Regions from separate parts of the Mus musculus genome. Here region 1 is linked to region 2. The links are chromatin contacts, called in public HiChIP or PLAC-seq maps. All regions are on one chromosome and are shown on one strand. Each heading gives the region's core, a stretch centred on a gene start, on an enhancer-like site or on the middle of the called end of the contact. The rest is flanking DNA. Distances are from core to core; before and after follow the strand shown.

Region 1 (7,432 bases), core at 1,740-4,239, 180 kb before region 2:
CAGTAACTTAATACAGACTTTAAGCAGCACAGTACTTGGTACGGAGAAGTCAGAAATTAGAATCCAGATGACAGAGAGACATATGGATTAGGCCAGGAAGGAGCCAGTCATCCCCCTGTTAGGACAAAACTGGTAGTCAGTGTGTGGGCGTGGTGTATGGGAATGGGAATTGAATTTTGATACTCTGTGGAGACATGCAGGTTCATGTTCCTTTCCACCATGTCAGCCAACACCTGTCTGTAAGCTGCTGGCTCACCTCCATTTCTCTCAGCCCTGCCTATGTCTAGGTTCTATGTTGTCATGTACGTCATGATGTAGCTGTTTTCGTTCCTTTATCAGTAAACTTACTACCTTAGCATCTAACTGTTCATTTTGGCCTCCTTGCACTTCCTACTGAATTCAAAACAAGGACTCTTCTTTTCCATTTTGTTTGTCCTTTTTTTTTTAAAGCAAATTTAGCATACAATAATCATTGCTGAGGATAAGAAAGGGAGACGAATGAATAAGAAGCATTTCAGCTCTGCAAAACACACAATTGACGCCTGCACTTTGCTTTAGTTTTCTTGAGTTTTAAAACCTGAATGGTCCCATAACCAGCTGAAGATGTGAATTGTGATGTCAAGCCCCCCAGTCTCAGGGCAGAGCAGTTTGCAGAGCAGGCTGCCAGGTGCCTGCTCAGAAGGCTGCTCAGATGTTACAACACGTGGCAGTTTTATACATACACACACATTGCTTCCAAAATACTAAGATAAATGACATATTTCACGTGGGGCTAAAGAAGATAGATGATAGGAAGATGTCTGAAAAAACAAAGGAGGAATTTTAGATGGGATGTAGGGAAAGAGGTGATCTTTGGGATATAACTGAAGAATGCAGATGCTCCAGATGTGCAAAGAACCAAGGCAGAGCATCCTGTACAGGGAGATGGGATGGCATTTGCAAAGACTGAGACCAGGAAAAGGCCAGGCTTGACTGTGTGCTGTCCATGTAGGTGCACAAACACAGATGTCCTCAGTGGCCTCTCAGAAACCTAAGCTCTTCTCAAATGTAGTGTCTCTTAGCCTTGGTAGTGGACTCCACATCTGTCTTGTGCTGAAGAGTACAGCAAGGACATGGCTGTCATACCCAGGTGGCAGTTGGTGATGCACTCCTACAGCAATACTCTTTTTTCAAGTCTGAGATTCCTAGCCACAATCCCACAGCGAGGAGCTGCAGTTGATCCTAAAACCAAGCTTTCTCCCACGCCAAACCATCGACTTGGTGCCAGGGCTGGATTTATTACCTAGTAACTGAGGACAGAAATAATTGGTCGCATTAGTGCCTGGCAGCTGCGCTGGGGCTCCACTCTAGAAGGGAGTCAGGGACTAAAGAACTGAGACAAGTTTACTTTTCTCAGCCCAGGTGCTCTCCTGAGGCCCGCCCAGCCCTAATGAACACTGCAAGCCAAGGCCCGTGCAGCTGACAGGCCGGTTCCCCACTTGCAGAGTCCCGGTTTCTTTCCAACCTCTGAAAGAAAAGCACTAGCTAAGGCAGAATGAAGAAATGGCTGCTCTAACTTCGTCTCCGGCTGCTCTCATTTGATTCCCCACAAAAGCCAGCTCTACTCCACCAATTGAGTGTACAAAGGAAACAATTACCTGGAGAAGTCAAGCAATAAGGACAGGACAGAATGAAATCCGGCAGGTCCCTGGCTTCTAGCTAGAATGCACATAGCTGGAATGTTTTTCATACTGGATGGAGTAAAGGGCTTAGACTTTGGGGTCAGGTGGATCTGCATTTGAAAACAAATCCAACTACCCATTATAGATGTGCTCTCTTTAATATGGTCCACTCTGTGCCTTGGTTTACAAGAACTTTGCAACAGAGGGTATAGACCTCCTGCCATCAGAGCTGGATGATGCTCTCTCTAGTTCTGGTACCATCAAAAGTAAAGTTAATGAACTTCTAGCATTGGTGTCTGTCTCCAAAGTCATCCTGAGCCTGTTACCCCAGCACTTGGGAAGCAGAGTCAGAGGGATTATGAGTTCATGTCTAGCCTAGACTACATAGTAAGGCTTCCTGAAATAAACAAATAAGACCCAATTACATGGCTACTTTGAAGAAATGTAAGAATTGTGTGTACTTTATGTATGATGACATACACAAAGCAGCTGCGCAGTACCTGTGAAAGTTGTTATTACATAAGTACTGCTTTAGTTTCAGAATCAGGTTTCTCGAAATGTGATCCAAAGGTATCATTTCCCTCCTGGGACATGGTGGACACACTCCCAGAACCATCCCAACTTCCTGAACTTCAGGCCAAGCATTCTGCTCTGGAAGGATCTCCAGGTGATTTGGGTGCAAAACTAAAGTTAGGCATTTCTGCTCTAGGTAGGCATTTTGAATGCCTTTGAGAGATTTCAGTCAACTGTAAATGTCTTGGGCCCCTAAACACTTGTTTATCCCAACCTGTGATCTTTCCAATGAGCTCCCCTGCTTGTTCCTGGAGAAGAAAGCAATTTGTTGCTCAGGACTTCCATATCAGATTAACAACATCTTCTATAGTTTACAGTCTTTCAGGCATGCTGATCATACATCTACATGGATGACGATCACTCACCTCTGCAGTTATCTTTATTAGGCAAATAAGGAAAGCAACACTCTATGAGGTGAGTTATGTTATCCAAATATTTGCAAGCTCTGAGTCATTAAGCTGTTTGATAAGCAGGATTCATTAGTCTGTTTCTAGAATCAGCACACTTTCTGCCTTGTCCTACTGTGTCTCCATGCCAGGAGGAGGAATGGGAGTGTCTAGTTGAAGACAAGCACTCAGGGACCATGTACAGGGTGTCTTTGCACATCGTGATGCTCTCATGATCATGGAACCCATCAGTCTGATGATGCTCCAAGAACACAGAATCAGGAGGTGGAAACCACAGAGACACAGCCTGTGGCTCAACAAAAACAATCTCTCTTAGTGACTGTGTCAATTGTTCAGAACTTCCTGCCCTGTGGGCAGTCGGGGTTGAGCAGTGGAACAGATGTCATAGGAAGAAGATTGACAGGACATTCTCTCGGGGCAGTGTTTTGAATCAGAGTGAAATTTAGTAAGCAAGCCCCGCCAACCCTGGGCAAACTTTGATATTTAAGCATAAACTGGAGATATGTCATTTGTGCACAAAGCAGACTGGTTTAAGAAGAAAGTGTCTATCTTACCATAGCCCTAGGATCTTGCCTGATCTACCTAGCTGAAAGCGAATCTCTCCTCCTCTGCACTCCCATAGTGTCCTTCACTGGTATCTGTTTTATAGCATTAAGCAGTTAGGCATGGCTAGGAAGCAGTGAACTATGTGTGCATAGAGGCTGATAGAATCTCTTTGGACCCCAGTTCTCCTGTTTATGTAAAACGGGATTCTTTATTGGGCTTGAAGAGAATGAATTGTAGGATACTGCACCTCAGGCTCCTGTGCAAACCATAGAAGGTCTTCAGAGGGCTTATTTCAGACTTCTTGAGAAATCCTCCTGCTCCATCTACCTCTAAACCTGTTCTTCCCACTGAAACAGACACTCTATATGTGGCATGTGATTTTCATTTAGTTAAAAACTGAAAGGGAAATGTATAAGTAAGAAAGAAAGGAGGGTAGGAGAGGGGAGGAAAGAGGAGAGGAGAGGAGAGGAGAGGAGAGGAGAGGAGAGGAGAGGAGAGGAGAGGGGAGGGGAGGGGAGGGGAGGGGAGGGGAGGGGAGGGGAGGGGAGGGGAGGGGAGGAGAGGAGAGGAGAGGAGAGGAGAGGAGAGGAGAGGAGAGGAGAGAAGAGAAGAGAAGAGAAGAGAAGAGAAGAGAAGAGAAGAGAAGAGAAGAGAAGAGAAGAGAAGAGAAGAGAAGAGAAGAGAAGAGAAGAGAAGAGAAGAGAAGAGAAGAGAAGAAAGGAAAAAATGAGGAAGTAAAAACAAAGAAAAGCAGCAGGAAGAACTCTTCAATAGACGAATGCTCGTCTCACTCATTGCTGGCCATATGCTAAGCAGTACACCTGGGCAGTTTCCCAGGTGCACCATGGGCCATGTGTGTGCAGGCAGATGATTGTATACTTGAGGGCTTGTGTGCGTAAGAATGTGTAGTAATCCACAGCATGCTATAATGTGAAGAAAGACGGCAACAAGGAAGATAGACTTACACCAAGCTTCCTATAGGAGACTACTTACAGTTCTGTGATAATTTGGGACAGTTGCTCACTGTGAGAAGCACATGGCCTCTAGGGTGATGAGCACTATGTATCACACTGTACTCTCCATTTGGAACCTCTTGGATAGGACCTGCAGAGGCTTTCATTTACAGAGTACAGCAAAATCCAAAGTGGCTCTGTCTTTAAAGTTGCCGTGTATGGAACTTGCTCCATATGGGGGAACAGGCTGAGTAGTAGTTTTTGAAGCTCTTACAATCCCTTAGGCCCATCAAAAATGGCTGCTAGGAACACACCGTTTTAGAAGTGCTTTTAAAAGCCCTGTGGGCTTGTATTTGGAGAAAGCCTTCTCTGTGTAAGGTTCCTGAAAGAAGCCTCTGGAGACTCCTGCAGTCCTAGGCAGTGGTTCTCAGAGACTCCAACAGTTTTTCCTTGTGTGGGATACATGTCAGGAGGCTAGCTGCGCTGAGACAGGCTGCCTTCTGGGAGATGCTCTTCTAGCCAAAGGAAAGTGGAATAGGAGAGGCAGAGTGAGCTTGGTAGGGAGTGGTAAGCACAGCACAGCAGGACAGCATCTTATAGATGTTGTGCCAGTACAGGATCCTACATATCATAGTCTCCCTGTTCTGATTTCAGACCTCCCTGAAACACACCTGCAAAAGAGTCAGAGAGGGAAAAAAAAAAAAAAAGACAGAGAGAAGGTATGCTCAAATACCTTCGGTTATAAGATCGTCGGCTCCGGCTTCATTCTTTTGGCATATTCTAATGGGATAAGTACATATTGTGTGCTCAGTAATGCTGTGCAAAGGGGACCCAGCTGAATAAAACTAAATGCAGTCTTAGTAGAGCCAATGACAGTGGGAAAGACACATGAATCACAGGCACGCCTTTACATAGCTGCAATGGAAAGGTGTCATAGAGACACCCAAGGCTGAGAGCATCTGACAGAATCTGCTGTGGACTGAGATGATGGGGAGGCTGATGAAGAGGTGATCTCTGTGTTGCAGAGAGAGACCAAGGAAGGCTCTTTAGAGTTTTCAGATAGGGAATATAATAGTACAACACTTTAGATTTGGTAGTTCTCAGCGTGTGGGTCACAACCCCTCTGGCAAACCTCTATCTCCAAAACTATTTACATTATGATTCTTAACTGTAGCAAAATTACAGTTATTAAGTAGCAACAAAATTAATTTTACACTTGGGGTCATCACAACATGAGGAACTGCATTAAAGGGCTGCAGCCTTAGGAAGGTTGAGAATCACTGCTTTAGAAGCAATAAAAGTAGTCAGGCATGTGAAATTAAGTGAAGACAGACCTGGCTCCAGTTGGGAAGGATTCCAGGATACAAAGAATTAGTGGCCATGATGGGCAGTCTGATCTTGACCCAAGACACACGAAAAGCTTCTGCCTTGAAAGTGGAGGCCGTACATAAAGCTCACAGAGCTAACAGTTTTTCCATGTTATTAAGAGTGGTCCCTTCAAATAACCCTGCAATTTTCCCCCTTTCTAAAGTCAAGCTTTCTCTTCATCCTCTGAATGTGGATCAGAATTATAATGTATAAATTGTGAGGGAAGTGACTCACTGTGACGTCTGAGGTTAGGCTTTGAGAAGGCTGTCATCCCTGTGGCACAATTTTTGGACTGATTTCCAATGAAAATCAGATCCTGTGTTGGGAAGGGACTCAAGAAATCATGCAGAAGTTTACATGGGAAGAATACAGCCAGCACCTGAGTATTAGCAATGGAAAGCTATTGGAAGCAGACCATCCAGCTTCAATTAAGTCTTCAGATGAAAACATGTTGGTTGACATCTTGGCTGTTAGCTTCACGAGGCACCCAAGCCAGAACCACTCAGCCCAGCTGCCTTTAAATCCATGACTCACTGGAGATAATAAATGTTATTTCAAGTTTTAAAAAATATATATTTAAATATTATTTTCCATTTAATTTACAATAATTATACACATTTAGGTGGCGCAATGTGATATTTCAATATATGTAGTAAAGAATAATGGAATAAAGCTAAGTAGCATGTTTATTATCTCAGTTTTGTGGCAACATTTAAAGTCCTCTAATCTGTTTTGATTTATGCATATATAATTAGTTATAACACCATAATATACACTAGATTACCAGCAATCTTTCCCTCCTATTGGCCTGATAATTAGTACCACTTGGGCAACATCTCTTCTTTTCTCCTCTACTTCACACCATTTCCTAAGCATCAATTAGATTGAACACTGCAAGGTATCTCAAGACATGAGAGGAAAAAAGGAGAGACTCTAGCATAGAGAAACTTGACATCTGCTCTTCTACTTAAAGGTTGTTGTACGGAAGGCATGTGTTAAACTTTCTGACATTCCCATTTTTAATTTTTCACATGACATGATGTTGGTAGAATATATAAGATACAATTTGCCTATAAGTTTCAGTTTCCTCATTTCCCACCAATTTCATATTCAACCAAAACATGACCTTTTCAAGAAACAGTTTTCAGCTGACACTGAGTACCACAAAATCAGTACCAAAAATTTTGATGACTGTGGTGGTTTGAATAGGAATGGCCCCCATAGACTCATGTGTTTGAATACTTGGTCCTATAGGCAGTGGCACAATTAGGAGGTATAGCCTTGTTAGAGGAAATGTGTCAGTAGGAAGTAGACTTTGAGGTCTCAGATGTTCAAGCCATACCCAGTGTGGTATTCTCTTTCCACTGCCTGCTGGTCAGATCCAGATGTAGAACTCTCAGCTACTTCTCTAGCTCCATGTCTACATGCATTTCACCATGCTTTCTGGCATGACAATAATGGACTAAACCTCTGAACTGTAAGCCAGTCCTAATTAAAGGTTTTCCTAAATAAGAGTTGCCGTGGTCATGGTGTCTCTTCACAGTCATAAAACCCTAGAACCATCTCCCTAGAAGGAAAGACCTAAGAGCTATTTTCCTGAAGCTGCCTTTGAGCATGCTTCCACAGAAACACGATTGATTTTTAAGTCTATCACAGAGGATTAGACTTGAAATGAGATTTATGAATTTTCTTCCAGCATTGTAAGCATAATTTGTGGGACAGTGGACCATGCCAGGAAACTTGGTATGTTTGAGTGGGTTCAGAGTCCCCAGCACCCAAGCACCCACCTGAGATGGTAGACAGCTCCCTGTTCCTACTAGATTCCTGGCCTGGAACATGTGCCACACTTCCATCATAGGAAACATAGCCTGTGGTCACGTAGCCCAAAACAGAGTTCTCCATGCTAATGAGATATCTAGAGGCC
Region 2 (6,624 bases), core at 3,958-6,457:
CGCGCACACGCACACACACACACACACACACACAGAGAGAGAGAGAGAGAGAGAGAGAGAGAGAGAGAGAGACAGATTTGAGATTGGATCTCCAGAATTCATATGAAAAAAGCCAGGGGTGGTGTATGAACCTGCGATCCCAGCAATGAGGAGGCAGAGACAGAAGGATCCCTGAACCTCACTCACTAAATACTCTAGTTAAATCAGTAGGCTCCAAGTTTGGTAAGAGGCCTTGTCTCGGAAAATGACATGCAGAATAATTGAGGAAGATACCTGGTAACAGCCTCTGGTCTTTACATGTTTGTGCAGATATGTGTACAACCTCTCCCTCTCCTCCCCCTCCCTCTCCCTCCCCCTCTCCCCTCCCTCCCTCTCTCTCCTTCCTCCTCTCCCTCCCTCTCCCTTCTCCTCTCCCTCCCTTTCCCTCCCCATCCCGCTCTCTCCCCCTCCCTCCCCCTCTCTTCTCTCTCCTCTCCCTCCCTCTCCTTTCTCCTTTCCCTCCCTCTCCCTCCCTCTCTCCCTCTCTCCCTCTCCCACTCTCCCCCTCTCCCACTCTCCCCCTTTCCCTCTCTCCTTCTCTCCCTCTCTCCCTTCTTCCCTTGTCTCCCTACAGTGCAGGATGTAATTCCCAACTACTGCTTCAGCATCTGCCTTTATGTTGCCATGCTTCCTGCCATTTTGATAATGGACTTAAACCTCTGAAACTGTAAGCCAGCCCCAGTTAAATGCTTCCTCTTATAATAGTTACCTTGGTTATAATGTTCCTTCACAGCAATAGAATAGTGGCTAAGACACTTGTGCACACACATAAGAAGTGGAGACATGAGGTTGTAATTTGTGCAGAAAGTGATCAGAAGAGATGTCTCTGATTCTGTAGTTTTTAAGTGGGCAGAGTCATAAGGGAAATGAAGTAAGCCAAACAGTTACTTGTGAAGATTCTGTCCCAGGGCAGCCATGGGAAGGAAATGCAAGGACCAACTGCAAAGTAAGAGTGTATGGAAGTGTTAGAGGCAGTGAACAAGACCTAGGAAGTATAGCAGAGTTTGGGGAGGAAGAAGAACTAGAGGGGAGGCTCAGGAAGAGCTGGAGGCAGGTCTTGTTGGTACTCAAGCCAGTGGAAAGGACAATGTTTCATGTGAGAGAGAAACCCAGCAGGGATTTCATCAAGTTGATCAGGCTCTCTCTAAAAACTCTGTAGAGTTGTGAGTGAATAGATGTGAGAATAAGAATGGGGAGCTGTTCAAGGTCAATGCAACACCTGCAGCAGGAGATGATGGTGGCTGAGGTGGTGGTGCTGGGATTGTGCATGCCACTCAAGAGCTCTGCATTTTACAGAAGAAGGACGAGGAGGAGGAGGAAGAGGAAGAGGAGGAGGAGGATTCTAGAATTCTGGATATACTTGCAAGCCAAGCCTTTGTTTTGATGTTCCCTAATTTTATTGATATACATTGTCCCTTCTCCTCTCCCTCCCTTCCCCTCCCCATCCTGCTCTCTCCCCCTCCCTCCCCCTCTCTTCTCTCTCCTCTCCCTCTCTCCCTTCTTCCCTTGTCTCCCTACAGTGCAGGATGTAATTCCCAACTACTGCTTCAGCATCTGCCTTTATGTTGCCATGTTTCCTGCCATTGTTTGACAAGTACAAATTGCACTTATGTGGCATATAACATTACAGTTTGGCTGAGTCATCTTGCCAGCCTGATAGAACAATTTTTGATGTTTTCTATAGTAGATAAATTAATTTATATTTGCATCATTTAAAAACAAGGATTTCATGTCTTCTTTACCTTTGCCAGTATTTACCCCAGTCCTCTGCAAGAGTAACAATTGCTCTCTTCAATTCAGAGCCTTTGCTCTACTGACTTTACTTTTCTCATTTTATGAAACAGATGTTTTCAATGTAGGGTTAAGCTTCATAGTGCTGTGGTGGGCAGTGATTATAGGAATTCCAGTTATGATAGATCATTCAAGGAATGGAGAGGTGATAGATTTTAGACATCTTTAGAATGCCCTATGGGAGAAGACAGGCTATATTGCAAAGATACAACCAACCATTTAGAATAAAGGTTTTGCACAAAACTGAGAAAATGTTACTTACAGGTAGCAGCCGAAACCGCTAGGATAAGTTAAGAATTGTCTTTCCTCATTCCTATACCATGCATGTGAGCAACATGTATCATGATAAGGGGGAATCATAAGACCAGAACAAGAAAGAAAAGATAAAGAATAATTGTTCTAGAATATTATGTTAAGGAAAAGCAGGAAAAAGGAATGCATTTCCTGAAGGTATATTTTTTAATGATATACGTACACGTACACATACACATACATACACACACACACACATATATATGTATATATATGTATATATATACATATATGTGTTAATTAGAAAAAAGAAAACAAGTTAGTCACAAGGGCATAAATCCCTCACACTGTGCTGCCTGAGGCTTGGGTTTTTCATTGTTACAGAGCCACCGAATCACCCAAATACATCTAAGGTATTTGGTGGCCAGTGTTTCTGTATGGAACGTGAACTTGCTTTATTCAGCTGTGTGGTGTGTGGACTCCTTGAGGAAACTGTGCACATAGTAAGTTTCATGAAAAACATTTCTGTGCTTTAGAGTGTGTCTCTGCATGTTTTGTCCATTAGTGCCTGCTCTGTCAACCCCAGGTGCCTAGGATCAGCAGAACTAAGCTCCTCGTCTAGCTTCCATTATCTAGTGACATCTTTAAGTTCAGATGATCGCTCTGCTCTCAGCAGTGGAATGACCATGTATACTTCTGACCCCACTCTGTGTGAAAGACAGTGGGGCACTATGATTCTGGAAGGGAAGTCGGGACAGCCAGAGGAGTGGGGTATCTAGAAACCCTTCAGTATAAGGAAGAGCTGAGAGCATAATATGTGTTCCATATGAGAGTAGATTACCTGGGAAGGATGTGAAAACATCTTCAAAAAATTGACTTCATTCTAATGCACATTGAGGCTGTGTTAAAGAGATCGATTCGAGGGCACCATTCATAAAAACAAACCAACCAACTAAACAAACAAACAAAACCCCCAAACCCCTGACAGTGTTTGCCACCCAACAGTGAAATGAGCTGCCTTGGGAAGAGTTCCCATTCTTGGAATTACAAATAAGTTGGGTTCAAGGAGCAGACCTGAGATTTAACTGCATCTTCCTGGATCTCATCTTAATTTGCAGATGCTCTTGGGGAGATGAGAGCCAAGACAGGAGCCCAGCCCTGTCGGCTCCACATACCTTCGATTGACAGTGAAAACATTAATCAGTGAATACACTCTTACGCATAAAACCATGCTGCCTGGGCTCTCAACTTCATTTTCATTACCCTCTCCTCAAATTTGTCTGATACTATAGCTCTACCATAGGGAACAAAATTGCATAGGCTTTTTCTAAATGACTATTAAACCTGAGGTTCCTTTTCCATCAAGACGCACATTGTCAGCTTGACCTGAGATAATCCTAACTCTTCTGAGAGATTTACAGGAAGGCAAATACCTCTCATTCCTCAGGCTTCCGGGACCATGTGATGACCAACTTCAACCAGCTACCAAGAGGCCCCTATCCCCAAAGCGTGCCTTCTTCCTGGTGTGGCCCCAGGTCAAGGCCAATCCATTTTGCAGTGAGGGTAGGAATGTGAGGCTTGTCTCTCCAAGAAGATCCAGATGTTATGTTGATCTTTCATGACTGCTTTTGCTAAACGACATATGGTGGAGTCCTTGAGAGTTGAGTAAAGTTTTGTTAGGAAAGCTAATCACCGATGGCCAGGCCCCCTGTAGGACAAGGGAAATGTAGATGAAAATATAGAAGAATGAGCCATCACAGGAACTGGGGAAGAGAAGGCAGTTTTTAAGCCAGAGAACCTAATAGTCCATGTAGCTTGACCTCTTCATTTTATAGATGAGGCTTCATTCTATAGATGGCTTCCATGAAGTCACTGACAAGATCCCTGTTGGGGATGGATGGAGGATAGTCAACAGGGTACTTTTTTGTTTGTACTTTGTTTGTTTGTTTGTTTGTTTGTTTGTTTGTTTTTGAGACAGGGATTCTCTGTATAACCCCGGCTGGAACTCTGGAACCCTGGAACTCACTCTGTAGACCATGCTGACCTCAAACTCAGAAATCCACCTGCCTCTGCCTCCCATGTACTGGGATTAAAGGCGTGCACCACCACGCCTGGCTTAACAGAATACTTTCATGATGCAGCAAGTTATCCCTCTCTCGATTTATGCCTGCAGATCTTTGTTTAGCTTTGTAGATCTTGTTCATCTAGTCTTGGTCTTGAAAACTGTACCACTTAAGCTTGAAGAAATTCACTACACTCAAATGCCCACAGACATTGATCTATTCTAAATTCTCTGCTTCCCATGCAATATCACATGTCAAAATTTTACAACCCAAGGTGATAATATTAGAAAGTGATGGGGCATTGAGATCCAATTAGGATGGAGCCTTTGTGAGCAGGATTAGTGCCTGTGTCCATATATGATGCTGTAAAATGTATTACAGACCAGACTATCTATAAGTAATAGAAATTTATTTCTCCCAATTCTGGAAGCTAGAATGTCCACAATCAAGCTGATGTGGAGTATGGTGAAAACCGATCTTGACTTTTAAGATGGTCCCTTGCTCCATCCTCTTGAAAGGATGGATACTACGTCTTCACATGGCAGAAAGGACGAAAGTGGGCTAAGTGCCCACTGGAGCTTCATTCTAGAGGGTCAGAATCCCCTTTATAAGGAAGGAGCACTGCTGACCGAGTGACTTCCCAAAGGCCATACCTGGTAATATTCCTGTATCAGAAACCAAATACCAACATGAAACACAAAGAGTTGAACCACAGCAAGTGCTCTTCTTTTAGCAAGTGCCAGACCACTTCTTTACCACTCCCGTGAGTGGGGAAAAGGCCAGAAGCCTTCATATTTGAAGAACTAGGCCACTGACAAGCACTGAATCTTCAACACCTTGACCTTAGGCTTCCCATTTTCCTAAACTTTAAGAGACAGTTGCTACGGTTTATCAGTCCCCAAGTTTGTGGCACTTTGTTCTAAGTTCAGGTAGATATTCCATCCATGAAAGGTGCTGAATTTCCTACGGGGGGGGGGTGGGGGGTGGGGGGTGTCATACCTTAAATAGGACAAAGAAGAACCCCTGTCTATAAGCAATCAAAGGGAAGTCCGCCATCTAGTGACAGTAACTGTGGGTAACTATCCCACTGGGTAAACAGACTCTCGAGAATTCAAATCAACAGTGAGGGATAGTGTTTAAGTACAGCACAGAAGCAATTTTTTTTTTTTTGAGACAAGATTTCACTATTTAGACCAGGCTGGTCTAGAACTCAGAGATTCCCTGCCTTTGCTTCCCAAATGCTGGTATTAAAGATGTGTGCCAATATACCAGGCCAAGCCCAGAAGTTTGAATCATCAAAAAGGAAAGTAGAATTTAGTAATTAATTAAGTAACATTACTACTCTTTAATTTTTCTTTCCACTGGGTCTAACCTTTCCTGTTATGGAGAGAAAGAGATGCAGTCCCTCCCTACTTTTCAGTATAAATAATTGGAGCAATTTTTATACCATGCACTGGTTAAATTCCTGACCATTACTACAGGGTCACCTGCCTTCTCACTTCTTCATTTAACAATGATAGAAAACTCCATTTATTCTAGGCACAAAGATGGTTAACGCTTAGTCTCTGGAGTCTCTGGCACATATATCTTAGCAGGGGAAGTGGAGAAAAATAAAACAAAACACAAACCAACAAAACCACAATTACAACCAGATACTGATCATGATGAGGAGAGCGACAGGTAGTATTGGGGCAGCACACACATACACAGTCCATCTGGGGAAATGCATCTGAGATCAGAGAAGGTGAGCTGGGGGAAGAGTCTGGAATGAGGAGCATTTCAGCAAAGGACGAGCAAAATCAGGCGTGCCAGGTTTCATCAAGGGGAATGAGCCAAGGACCAGTATGAGAATGTGGGAAAACTGCAGTTTGACAGTCATAGGATTAAGTCACCAGGGCACACCAAGAAGGAGGCTGAACCTCATCAACCAAAGTAAAAAACTTCAGGTTTCATATTGTGGCCAAGTCTATTGGCAGTAAAGGCTAAAAACTCTGTCCCAAGACAGAGCCTGTTCTCCAGAATTCCAAATTTGAATGCTGTAAGTCAGCCAAACTCCAGTTCATCAAGGTCCCTGCCACACCTGCTTGCCCATGCCCTCACATGGAATGTCTGTCTGTCTGTCCCTGCCAGGTGCAGTCCTTGCTCCCTTGAGTGTAAAGTCAGTTTTCCACGAGGAAAGGAGAAGGGCATGATCAGACTCTTGCCTTACACCGGTTCTCTCAGGGAGATTTGGAAAGGTCCCCTGGGGGCAGAGAAATCCCTTAGAATGGCACTGCAAAGGTCCAGACAAAAGCTATTAAACACCTATAGCTGTGTCCTGGAGGCATAGTGCCACAGAGGAATGGCAACAACTGTGGAGCTTTTGATTATCACTCCCTCCATCATTCTTCGAAGGCATAAAGAGGCTCAATAATCTCAATGAAGTGTTGACCTGGACTTCTGACTCCAGGATACGAGACTGTACATTTCATCCATCACA

The links. HiChIP or PLAC-seq counts read pairs in DNA pulled down with a chosen protein or histone mark.
Region 1: a contact with region 2 is called in a RAD21 HiChIP or PLAC-seq map of pro-B cells, with 2.1 times the contacts expected there. The contact joins two enhancer-like sites. A contact is called at or near these places in 3 of 15 datasets of contacts at CTCF or cohesin (CD8 T cells, the NIH/3T3 cell line and pro-B cells), 8 of 484 Hi-C or Micro-C datasets (the AML12 cell line, LSK cells, Th1 cells and 2 more) and 2 of 115 datasets of contacts at active chromatin or transcription factors (the 230-238 cell line and pancreatic cancer cells).

What each region holds. Positions count from the first base shown.
Region 1 is chr4:95,470,453-95,477,884 of GRCm38.p6, reverse strand. All of the region lies in intron 1 of Gm830 (a long non-coding RNA gene), which reads left to right. Among named protein-coding and RNA genes, the nearest start is that of Gm12707, 11 kb to the left of the region's middle. Within about 2 kb of position 2,989, at least 20 of the 459 cell types and tissues checked have an H3K27ac peak or open chromatin away from gene starts, as enhancers often do. A contact at or near this core is called in pro-B cells, where this site is marked.
Region 2 is chr4:95,292,899-95,299,522 of GRCm38.p6, reverse strand. No RefSeq gene overlaps it. Among named protein-coding and RNA genes, the nearest start is that of Gm32240, 88 kb to the right of the region's middle. Within about 2 kb of position 5,207, at least 1 of the 459 cell types and tissues checked has an H3K27ac peak or open chromatin away from gene starts, as enhancers often do. A contact at or near this core is called in pro-B cells, where this site is marked.